Regions from separate parts of the Mus musculus genome. Here all the other regions are linked to region 1. A link is a contact called in public Hi-C, Micro-C and promoter capture Hi-C data. All regions are on one chromosome and are shown on one strand. The core of a region is the stretch at or near the end of the contact, and the rest is flanking DNA. Distances in the headings are between cores, read along the strand shown. Region 1 holds the start of Mid2 (midline 2). Region 2 holds the start of Prps1 (phosphoribosyl pyrophosphate synthetase 1). Region 3 holds the start of Tex13b (testis expressed 13B). Region 4 overlaps Frmpd3 (FERM and PDZ domain containing 3).

Region 1 (2,750 bases), core at 13-2,512:
TCTAGCAGGTTTGTTTAACAGTGCTGTTGGCTGACTGCTATTGGTTCCCTGATAAGACACACCCATCTACCTTCATTTTTTTTTCTGGATTTGTTCCCAAGCACAGTAATGGGAGGCCCATGTGAGAGGGGCTGTTTCGGATTGCTTTATTCCTTCCTCATTTTGAGTGGAGCTAGAAAGAATATCCTCTGAGGTGGCTTCCTTCTCTCATCTACCTTTTAAGTGTGTGTGTGTGTGTGTGTGTGTGTGTGTGTGTGTGTGTGTTGGGGGGAGGTGGTAGTCTTTGAGCCAGTGATAGGTTAAAAGACAGGCTGTATCCAGACCAATGGGAGGCTCCTGGCTTCCAAATGGATCTTATTAGGGACATTGTATTCTGGATGGCTAGCATCTGCCTCATTGTCCTCTTGGCAGTGACCCTTTTGTATTGGTCAAGGATCTGAAGGTGCAAAAGAAACCTTACCCCATACACTTTTAGTGGCTTTAATCCACCTGAACAACTTGTGCCCAAGTCCAATAGAACATTGCCATTCTCCCTTTGTCAAAAGAAAAAGGGGTTGGGTTTCCTTCAATTGTCTGCCCTTCTCTGTCTCCTCCACTATTTTTGTTTTACTCTCTAGTTAACTTTGCATACAACAGCTTCACCAGTAGGACCTGTGAGGAGGATCCAGGCACACTCTTTTCATTGGCGAGTGCAACAGCCTTCTCCTTGCTCTCATCTGGGGGTTTGTGGATGTAGAAGGGAGGTAGGTGGGTGAAGAGTTTGGCCACAGTCTTCCTTCTGCGCTTCACACACACCACCCGGTCGTGGACGCGCAAACACACACACACACACACACACACACACACACACACACACACACACGCTCGTGCGCGCCTGCTCAGGCCCCTTCTCCCTGTGTCTTCCATCAAGATGACAGGGTGCTGGAGAAAAGGCTGCTGGAATCAGCTGGTAGGTACAGTAGTAATCTGAACCCCACCCACCCACTGCCTTTGCTTGCTCGGGTTTCTCTGGTCACTCCTGCCAGGGGAGAAAACATGTAAGCGCGCCTCCAGAGGAGGGGCACGGGGAGTTGGGAGTGGCGGGGGCGGCGGAAGGTGAGCCTAGGAAGGTGGCCCAGCGCCCCTTCTGCCCGGCCCCTCCCCGTGCTCCCGTAGGGTGTCAGCCTCGGCTCTGCTTGCCCCCACTCCACCCTCCTTTCGAAGGGATTGCCTTTTTTTTCCCTCTGCTGCGGCGGAAATGACAGTGTGGTGCTGCGGTGGTGTCATGGTGCTGCCTCTGGACCGAGAGGCGAAAACTCTTTAAGTTTAGCCCGGGAGACCTAGACGCGGGAACGTCGCGGTCTCCGTGCTGTCCCCCGTGGGGCGCGCGGGCTGGCGGATCCCGGCTGTTGCGCGGCGGCGGCGGCGGCCGCAGCGGCGAAGGCGGGCGGCGGCCTAGAGTGGTGGTGGCGGCGGCGGCGGCGGCAGCAGCGACAGCGGCCCGGGAGCTTGCACGGGAGCCCGAGCCAGCTTGCTGCGGAGGCCGGCGAGCGCCCGGCGCTCCCCGGCGCGCGTAGGAGATGGCTGGCACCCGGGAACAATATGGGTAAAACGCGTCCCCTCGCCGAGGCCCGGGGGGATGGTGGTGGTGGTGGGGTGGCTAGTGTCGCCGCCCGCGCCGGGCTTGGCCCTGGCTGGCTCCTGCTGCTCTTCAGGTGCCGCCGGGGCTGGAACTGGCCGAGGACACTTGGGCTTGGGGGGGGGGGCGGCAAGAGGGGGGAGACGGGGTCCTGGCGGCAATGGCAGGGCCCCGGTTGTCTGTCACACTGTTGTGACCCGAGCTCCTGCCGCTGCCCTCCTGGGAAGGAGTTTGCACTCCTAGATCCCAGGCTGGGGACCGGCCCGAGGCCTCCCGCTTGGCCAGGCCGAGCAGGGAGAAAGCAGTGGAGCGGCTCAGCTCTCGTGGCGCCTAGGCGCAAGTCTGGGAAAGGGCGCAGCCGCCTTCCCACGCTCCCGAAATCCACGGCGTCCTCGGCCCGGGCGGCGCCCCGAGGTCGGCGGTTGGCTCAGTGGTGCTGGCGCAGCAGCCTGAGATTCTGTGGACACCCTGCGAGCGGGAACCCCGGGAGAAACTTAATTCTCCCTCCCCTTTTCCTCCCTGCTGGGGAAACGATCTTCAGGTCTCTGTCTGGGTGGTTCTTTATTTCTGGCCTAGCTGTGAAAGCAGCCCCGTGGGGGGGGGGGGGGTGGAGAGGGAAAAACTTGAGTGTGTCCATAGGACACACTGCGACTGAAGCAGGGACAGGGGAGCCTTTTCCATTCCGGGCTCATAAAAATTACTGGAACATTACTGGTTATGAGCTGGCTTGGGTTGTTTCGCACTTCACGTGCAGCATAGTATTTATTTATTTAGGAGGCATTTCGATTTAGAGGAGGAAATTAGGATCCAGGGATTGTTGGACTCTTCACTTTCCCCACTCTTCCACACTCCTTAGGTACTGTCTCTATTCAAGCCCCCACATCTCCCACCAGAGTTCCTGCACTCTCAGCTTTTCTCTGTCAACCTGTGCAATGCGGCTTCTTGCTTTTCAATCACTTTGATTTTTTTTGAAGATTTTGGAGGGTGGGGCTGCTGAATGGCATTAGTTGTGTGTCTGTCTCTAAGGAGGAGTATTTATGAAGCAAGACATTGGAAACTGTAATAGTACACAACTATTGTGTGGGGATTAATTAATCTGATTCTCGAATTGGACCACAAGAGTTGACTTTAA
Region 2 (3,000 bases), core at 462-2,961, 210 kb before region 1:
TCTTTATATCACCATGCTCCAGAGGGCCTGATATATAGGCAATCAGAGCACTTATTCTGAATTATGTTAAACCTACAGAACCCACCATAAGAGTATACTTCACAAACCTTCTTTTTTTAAAAAAAAAATTACTGTTTTCTAATTTTATGTGCATTGGTGTTTTGCCCTGACATATGTCTGTGTCAGACTGTGGGATCCTCTGGAACTGGCATGCACACAGTTGTGAGCTGTCATGGGAGTACCAGGTCCTCTGAAAAAGCAGCTAGTGCCCTTAACCACTAAGTCATCTCTCCAGCCCCACTTTTTCTAAGATTCATTTTTTAAAATTATTTTTCACAATGTTTCATATTAATACAGATGCCCTTGGAGGGCAGAGACATCACAGGCAGTTATGAGCCACTTGGATGTGGGTGCTGAGAACCAAATGTGGGTCATCTGCAAAAGCAATACTTGTTCTGAACCGCTGAGCCATCTCTTCAGTCCCCAAAGTGGTTTGGGTTAGCTCCTTGCCGGACAATTTTAAGAGCAACAATACAGAGAGAGCAGGGGGCTCTCTATGTAGCTCTAGCTGTTCTGGAACTCACTAGACAAGACTGGCTTCGAACTCATAGAGATAAGCCCAATTCATAAGTGCTGATAATTCCAATGTGCCCAGCTGTCAAAGCCTGGCTGGGCAGTGATGCTGCATGCCTTTAATCCTAGAGACAGGATTTCTCTGTATCTCCTTGGCTGTCCTGGATCTCACTTTGCCTCCAGAGTGCTGAAATTAAAGGTGTGAGCCACCACGCCTGGCTCAGAGTCACATTGTGTGTACGAGGCTAGCTTGGGACTCATGATCCCCCCTGACTAAGTCTCCTTAGTGTTAAGATGATAAGCATGTACCACCATACCTGGTAGTCATGATTTTGGTTTTGTTGATTGTTGCTGCTTTGAGACAAGATCTCACTATATATCTCTGGTGGCCCTGAACTCCCTTTGTACATCAGTCTGGCTTAGAACTGACATAGATCTGCCTGCCTGCCTCCTCCAGAATACTAGGATTAAAGGTGTATGCCACCTTGGTACTGATTTTTTTTTTATTCTAAAATTGTGTGACTCTTCCTTTACATCTAATTCATGGCTGTCTGGAATACTGTTAAAACAGAGTCTGCACTAGTTTGCACAAGTTTGCACTGGTCCAGTTAGCGTGTGTAAAAGGCTAGGTTAGCCAGATTACCTTGTAATTGTGGCAGACTTAAACACTATGCTGATTCTTTCAGGGTTCTTCATGGATAATACTTTACTTTTTCTTCTTCCAATCTTTAGCTAATCATAATTTTATCACCCAGATATTTGGGGAAAGCCACACTCCTTCTCTAATTGAGCAAACTAGAATCCAGTGATAAGGACAAAACATTAACTTTCTCTCGCATTGTCCCAGGGTGACTCACCTTCAGTCACTTTCCCCTAGGGCTTGCCTTCCAGGTAGAAAGTACACTTGGTATTTAGAGTTGGTAAACAAGCCCTTTGCCTGCGATGCGCCTGCGTTGTGGCTATCTTTGTGATGTAAAAAGTGCTTTAATTTAACCCGTTTCACGCCTCTGAACAAATTACCAGAGAGTGGTTGGGCGGCAACATTACCGGAAGACTCCGCCCCTCACACCCGTCCAACCAATCAGAAAAGGCTGGGTGGAGAACTTCCTTTGTAATCCCGCCCCCTGGGCAATTTAATGCCGCGCGCTGGGCGGGAATGTAAGATGGCGGAGTAGCAACGCGGTACTGTTGGTGTTCAGACTGCCTGCTGACTTCCGTTCCCGTGTTGGCAGCGGCGGCGGCGGCGACCACTGAGCACGTTGAGGTAGTTACCCAAGATGCCGAATATCAAAATCTTCAGCGGGAGCTCCCACCAGGACTTATCCCAGAAAATCGCTGACCGCCTGGGCCTTGAGCTAGGCAAGGTGGTGACTAAGAAATTCAGCAACCAGGAGACCTGGTAAGGACGCAATTGGTACCTTGAGTGTACCTGACCTGCCCAGGCCATGGCAACTCGGGGGATGGAGCGGCCGTGGGATTTCCTGGCAGCAGAGGATGGGCAGAAAGGGGCAGCAGAGGTTAGCTTGCCTCGCGGGTTGTTCCGTTATTTTACCTCCCGAGAGGGTCGCGTTCATCCTCGCTGCGCGCGGTTAGGTGGAGCCAAGATGGAGATGGGAGCTGAGGCCGCTACGTTTGGGGGTTGGGGATGGAGGATCTAATGTCGGGGGGTAATGGCCTCCTGGAATGTCTGGAGGTGTACGGGCGCTTAGCTTTGGGCATGGGGACACGTGGCTTGTCGCTTCACTGTGGAGCCAGTAGATTGGATTCGGTTCACTTTCCGCGCGTCGACTGGTGTACATCAGAGAACCTATGGCGTTCTGAGCCCCATCGTGGTCTTTTTCCTAGATTTGAAAAGCTTTTTGGTTGGAAATGGTAGCGTTCTGGTTTGGTCTTGGGAAACATTGTGTTCTGAGGGCGCGAAAACGTTACCACGTTCCCTTAGACTGGCACGGTGTCGGCTTTTCCTATCCTGTCTGTCGAGGAATCAAACCACCCTTAAGTTAAATTCAGTAGATGGGGTAAAGTGGTTGCTTTGAGCTCAACATCCTTGATCTTCGACATCTCAGCTTAAGTCATCCCAAAAAAATAGGGAAACCTTAGTTGTAGAATTCGAATTTTTGACGGTTTCCAATTCCGCTACTGGCAGACATAATAATACAAGCACTCCGCCCCTCCTCCATTGTAGCCACTTCTTAGTGTTAAATGCGTGAGGATTTAGGGAACGACTTACACGTGAGTGTTCAGTGACAAAATAATAACGCAGTGGAAGAGCTAGCTCAAACAGCAAAGGGAAATTTGAATGTCGTCTTTTTGGTGCTCTGCTATAAAACTCGTGGCCCAGCACTGGTGTGCTGTCGCATGCCACTAGGCAAGAGCAGGAGAAGCAAGTTTGAAGCAAGCCTAGTCTGCATAGTTAACTCTAGACTA
Region 3 (2,700 bases), core at 84-2,583, 150 kb after region 1:
CGGCAGCAGCTGAAGCTGCAGCGGCGGCTGCAGTGGCAGCGGCGGCAGCAGCAGCAGCAGCTACAGCAGGAGGAACAACAGCTGCAGGGACACTAGTCATGATTGGCATCTGTGCAACTGGAACAGCCCTCAGCTCCTGGGGAGAAGTGAGCAGAATTGAAACACATTCCTGGAATGGATGTAGGGGTGGACTGGGGTATGGGTGTTGGGGTGGACTGGGGTATGAATGTTGGGGTGGACTGGGGTATGGGTATGGGTGTGGGCGTGGACTGGGGTATGGGTGTAGGCGTGGACTGGGCTATGGGTGTTGGGGTGGACTGGGGTATGGGTGTTGGGGTGGACTGGGCTATGGGTGTTGGGGTGGACTGGGGTATGGGTGTGGGCGTGGACTGGGGTATGGGTGTTGGGGTGGACTGGGGTATGGGTGTGGGCATGGACTGGGATATGGGTGTTGGGGTGGACTGGGGTATGGGTGTTGGGGCGGACTGGGCTACGGATGTAGGGGTGGAAATAAGACTGGGTTAGGAGGTAATCTTACTGCGTGTAGTAGCTTCAGTCTCATCAGGTCTCGCTCTCTCTGCACCTCTGCGAGTTTAGTGTGGGCCAAAAGAAGCTGGTAGGCCGCCTCCTTGCGTTCTATCTCGTGCTGGTCGGTGAGCTTCTTCAGGTCCAATGCCAGGGCATGCGCCGCTGACCTGTGCAGGCTGGCGAAGTCGTGCAGCCACTGCACTCTGCGCCCCTGCAACTGGCCCTGCCTGAAAGCGAAGCGAACCCCCAGGGCCAGGCTGCTCCAGGCACAGGCTTCCTGAACATCCCGAGGCACCTCGGTACCGTCCAGGAGGACATTGAGCTTTTCCTCCACCTCCTCCCAGGACAGGGTCAGGTTCTCGAGGTAGAACTCCGGGCCTCTGGAGTGCTTGGCCATTTGTTCGTTGATGAACATTAACACCCTGGCATGGCGGAACCCGGTGGTGACATCCTCGCAATTCATGATGGCTGAGTGCTCTAGGGGCTTGGCTGGCCCTGGCAAGAACAAAAGCTGCCGTAGGTCCTCGTTAGCCCCCGGAGGGAACTTCAGCCTCCCATCAGTTCTTTAGCTCGCCCTTCCCCTGTCACCTGCCTGCCACTTTGTTCCTCGGGAGACTTTCCATCTCCCCGGGACCTGTCCCTCCCACGATTCCCCCAGCCCCCCCCAAAAAAAACCCCAAAAAACCAAACCAGGCCTCACCTCTCTGAAGGCTAGCGACCAAAGAAAGCATAAGCCGAACATACCTGTGAGATGAGCAGTCCTGAAACCAAAGGGCGACAGAAGTGACAGGAACACAAGACCGCACTGCCTCTCACCCAAGAAGACAGAAGACGACTGCAGCCGTGGAAAAAAAAAACGCGCGAAGGCCAAGTCTCATCGGAAGTCTCAAAGTCTCGCGAGGTTTACTCTTGGACTGTTCCAACTTCCAGGACTGGCAAGGGGGGCGGGGGGCGTGAGAGGATGTCAGGTGTAGGGAGCGACATCTAATTACCAGAAAAAAAAGCAAACAAAAAATGAGAAACAACTATTTGTTGAAACCCATTGAAGACAGAAAGAAAAAAGAAACTATAAAAAAAATCTGTAACCATCTAAAAGCAAGTTTCCAAAGACATACCCCCAAGTATAGTGGTTTGTCCCAGCGGGTACCCGGTTTGTATGGCCGGAATGTTCCAGAGCTCAAACTCCAGCCACACAGGATTTTCTGGCAGTACCCAAGGAAGAGGGCATAGTCTCAGGGTAAGCCCTTCTACCATAGTCCACCATAGTAATCTGTGGACATTTCTTTACCCCGAACAAAGCACCTTCCACCTTCACATGCCCACCACAGTCAGTGTCGCAAGCACCCTCTCCATCTGGCAGTTCCGTAAACGGGTCCCTTTCCTGTCTTCCATTCACTACCAAAGCTCTCCAAGATCGGGCAGGAAGCAATGCTACCTGGACCTCGGACGGACTTCTGTGTCTGTTAAAATACTCAGTGAGGAGGCTGGCGAGAGGGCTCCACAGTTAGGAACACTGGCCATTCTCGCGTTCAAGCAGAGGTGCTGAGATCAAGTCCTGACTCCTCCAGTGGCTTACAACTATCTAACGGTATAGTTAGATAGTTGTAAGCCACCGGAGTCCTGTGGGATCCAGTGGCCTCTTCTGGTATAGAGACGTTTACGCAGACACAATACCCATAAACATAGATAGGTAGAAAGATAGACAGACAGACAGATTGATCAGAGAAATGAGGAAGGGGAGTGTAAATGCCATGCATTTGTTATTTTGGGAAGGTGGGCTGAAAATGGTGGTCAGGGGAGAGTGAATTAAAAGTTCTCTGTCTGGTTTCATTTGTTATAAAGAAAATAGATATGCATGCATTATTAAAAACCTCTAACTTTCGCCAGGCACAGTGGCGCACGCCATTAATTCCAACACTCGGGAGGCAGAGGCAGGTGGGTCTCTGAGTTCGAGGTTAGTCTGGTCTGCAGAGTGAGCTCCAACATAGCTGGGTCTATGCCGAGGAACAGAGGAACATTCTCTCTCTCTCTCTCTCTCTCTCTCTCTCTCTCTCTCTCTTTTCCTTAGTCAATTTCCGGTTTTATTTAAGAAGCATAGACTGGGTAATTCACAGTGAATACAACTTTACTCATCCAACGTCTCCGGAATCTGATGAGGATTTTTTTTTCAAA
Region 4 (2,821 bases), core at 35-2,534, 230 kb before region 1:
TAAATGACATCACTCAGACAAAATACTTAAGCATTACCTCACACACAGTGAGAACTCAGTAATCAGTAACTTTCTGTTATCTATTAATTAATAGAACCATGAAATCGACACACAAACACACACAGAGAGAGAAAGAAAGTGAGAGAGAGCAACAATAATGACAAAAATCAATAAAAAAAGCACAAAGAGTATTTGCAAACATGTGAGTCAGGGTCAAGTATAGACAGAGCAGGAAAAGGGCCTGGGATCAAAGGAAGGCTGTCTTCGCTGTACATAAGGGATGCCTTATCACTGGGCAACCGCTGCATGTTTGTCCCCAACCCAGGCTGGCATCTGTCCTCTCTCATCATCCGGTGCTCCAAAACTGATTGTTTTCAGGTCCAAGGCCCAGGTGGCTGCCAGAGGAGAGGCGCAGCTGAAGAGCCTCAGCTGCAAGGACTGTAGACAGACAGGCCTGGCCAGATGAGGAAGGGCTAAACGGCACCTCTTTTTTTTTTTTTTTTTTTTTTTTTTTTTTTTTTTTTTTTTTTTTTGTTGCCAGCTCTCTTCAGGACAATTAACAGAAATTTCCTAGCTGTGGAATCTAAAAATGGGGTTGATTGGCGTGTTGTTTTACATGTTAACTTCCCACCAAACCGCCCAGATCTTCTTTCTTGGCATTCCTTTTTTGGACTCCAACCTTTCACACCCCCTTCTCACATCTTGTTCCTCTTTGTGTGCTCTTCTTGGCTTCTCCTCCTCCTCAGACGTCGTGTCTTCGGAGGCTTTTCTTCTCAGGCTTGACTGGTTTCGCCCAGCTTGAAATACTGCTGTTATACCTAAACATTTCTCCAGGAACACTCTAGATCCCGTTGGAAAAGACTTCGAGGTCCTAACAAGCCCCATCCTTGTTCTTCCAGGTCTGATTGTGCTGGCCACAATCACTCCTGAGTCATCGCTGGACTCGGGCCATGAAACCAACTCTTCAGAGCTCACAGATATGTCAGAGATGATGTCGGCCATGAAGCAGCACCAAAACACCACCTACTTCCTGGCCCAGCACCTCAACAAGGACAGCCTCCTGGCCCGAAAGGACCTGCCTTTCAGGATCCAGAGCTGTGCCGCTCAGGCTGTCCTCACCGCCCCTTATGCGCTCGGGCCCCCAGATCCCAACCCATCCCCCCAGCCAGCTGTCACTGGCCAGAGTCCTGCCCCGACTGGCGCTCGGAGAAAGATACCTCAGTCAGAAGTCCAGGTACAGGGAGACAGACCATACTCCTTGGCAGTACACCCAGCGCTGTCCCCACAGCTTAGCGAGCAGAAGAATCTAAGCCTGCTTCCTCCAGTTCCTGAGGACAGAGGGCCAGGCCACAGTAGGGCCGGCCTAGAGATGTCACTGAGGTCAGCCACACCATCCCTCAGTGAAGAGCAGGTCTCAGAGCTTAGGGAAAACCTGCCCAAGGAAGTCAGGCTGAGCCCTAAGCTTATCCTGGACCCAAAAGGCAACGTGACCCCAGCCATAATCTCAGCTGCCCTGCAGCAGGTGGTACACAGTAAGAGTCTAGCCACTCCTGGCACAGCCTTGGCAACACCGTCCAACAGGGGGGAGAGGAGGCTAGAGGCTAGCATGGGGAGGCCTGAGGTCACCATGAGCAGGCCAGAGGTGAGCGTGATGAGCAGCAGTGTCAGCAAGAATCTGAAGTTTAAAATGAGCCCGGGTGCTCCAGAGACCACACGGAATTCTCAGCAGCAGCTGGGCCCCGAGGTCTCTGCCAGCCCCCGAGCATCCACGGGCAGCAGGGCTGACAACCTCCACCTTTCCCCACCGGAGGACAGGTTTCCTGTTCAAAGCTTCCCTCCTAAGAGCTATCTATCCAGAGTGAGTCGAGACTCCATGGGAAAGCAAGCTACTGGGGAGGTGGCAGGCAAGGGTGGGCCAGAGGGTGCTAAACCTCCCCCAAACAAGCAGAGCGTAGTTTCTGGCCAGGGGGACAAAGGGCAGCTGGAGAGCTTATCCAAAAGCAGCAAGCTTGAAGAGACCAGCTTGGTTCCCCGAGCTGGCTATCCCATGGCTCTGCAGAGCCCAAGCTGCCAGCCCCGAAGCCACAGCCCTAGCTGCCAGCCCCGTGGGCCAAGCCCCAGCAGCCAATCCAGAGGCCAGAGCCCCAGCTGCCAACCTAGAAGCCAGAGCCCCCTGAGGCCTCTGGCCACCAGCCGGCAGGTTAGCACCATGCCCTCTAGAAAGCTCGAAACAACCCTGGATGGAGCCCACTCAGCCTCTGAAGGCCCCACAAAGCCCAAGTCATCCCGAGGGCCTTTCAGACTACGCAACTTATTTTCTGCCACCTTCCCTACCCGCCAGAAGAAAGAGACAGATGAGCGACAAGCCCAGCTGCAGAAGGTAAAGCAGTATGAACTGGAGTTCCTTGAGGAACTTCTAAAGCCACCAAGCCAGGGGGAACTTCCAGGCACAGAGTATCTTCAACCTCCAGCACCTGGCCGCTGCAGCTGCCAGCTCCGCAGTAGCCCTGTGCAGCAGGGACCTGGCATGTCTCGCGAACAGAGACGCAGCTGTGACTGCAAGCGTATCTGCCGAGGGGGACGGCCACAGGCTGCCCAGACCCCAGCGCCTGGCCTCCGGGAGAGGGAGAGGGTCCCCCCTACCCAGAGGCAGCCCGAGGCTGGCCCAGGCTTGAGCCTTAATAGTCCCATCAATGTCCAACGCATCCGCTCCACCAGTCTGGAGTCCCGTGAGTGCCGGTCAGACCCTGAAAGTGGGGTTTCGTGCCTGACCACGTGTGCCTCAGGGGGTGAGTGTTTGGGAGATCCCAACTACAGGAAA

Evidence for each region. A called contact is a pair of places that touch in the nucleus more often than the background predicts. Capture Hi-C pulls out chosen DNA fragments and counts their contacts.
Region 2: a promoter capture Hi-C map of adipose tissue shows a contact between it and region 1. The contact joins the promoter of Prps1 here to the promoter of Mid2 in region 1. A contact is called at or near these places in 3 of 39 promoter capture datasets (hippocampal neurons, liver and neural stem cells), 1 of 484 Hi-C or Micro-C datasets (uterus), 1 of 115 datasets of contacts at active chromatin or transcription factors (bone marrow-derived macrophages) and 2 of 9 other capture datasets (adipose tissue and liver).
Region 3: a contact with region 1 is called in a Hi-C map of the N1E-115 cell line, with 5 times the contacts expected there. The contact joins the promoter of Tex13b here to the promoter of Mid2 in region 1. A contact is called at or near these places in 14 of 39 promoter capture datasets (the 3T3-L1 cell line, 3T3-L1-derived adipocytes, cranial neural crest and 9 more) and 2 of 484 Hi-C or Micro-C datasets (the N1E-115 cell line and epidermal suprabasal cells).
Region 4: a Micro-C map of muscle stem cells shows a contact between it and region 1, with 4 times the contacts expected there. The contact joins the enhancer-like site here to the promoter of Mid2 in region 1. A contact is called at or near these places in 4 of 39 promoter capture datasets (the C10 cell line, HPC-7-derived erythroid cells, neutrophils and 1 more), 1 of 484 Hi-C or Micro-C datasets (muscle stem cells) and 2 of 9 other capture datasets (adipose tissue and liver).

What each region holds. Positions count from the first base shown.
Region 1 is chrX:140,663,694-140,666,443 of GRCm38.p6, forward strand. It overlaps Mid2 (midline 2), which reads left to right and starts at 1,263. Exons shown (of 10, transcript NM_001358366.1): 1 at 1,263-1,585. The coding sequence starts at 1,582.
Region 2 is chrX:140,454,892-140,457,891 of GRCm38.p6, forward strand. It overlaps Prps1 (phosphoribosyl pyrophosphate synthetase 1), which reads left to right and starts at 1,712. Exons shown (of 7, transcript NM_021463.4): 1 at 1,712-1,972. The coding sequence starts at 1,851.
Region 3 is chrX:140,812,100-140,814,799 of GRCm38.p6, forward strand. It overlaps Tex13b (testis expressed 13B), which reads right to left and starts at 1,334. Exons shown (of 4, transcript NM_031381.2): 1 at 1,273-1,334; 2 at 539-1,023. The coding sequence starts at 991.
Region 4 is chrX:140,429,652-140,432,472 of GRCm38.p6, forward strand. It overlaps Frmpd3 (FERM and PDZ domain containing 3), which reads left to right. Exons shown (of 15, transcript NM_001320946.1): 15 at 900-2,821. Among named protein-coding and RNA genes, the nearest start is that of Prps1, 26 kb to the right of the region's middle. Within about 2 kb of position 1,285, at least 17 of the 459 cell types and tissues checked have an H3K27ac peak or open chromatin away from gene starts, as enhancers often do. A contact at or near this core is called in muscle stem cells, where this site is marked.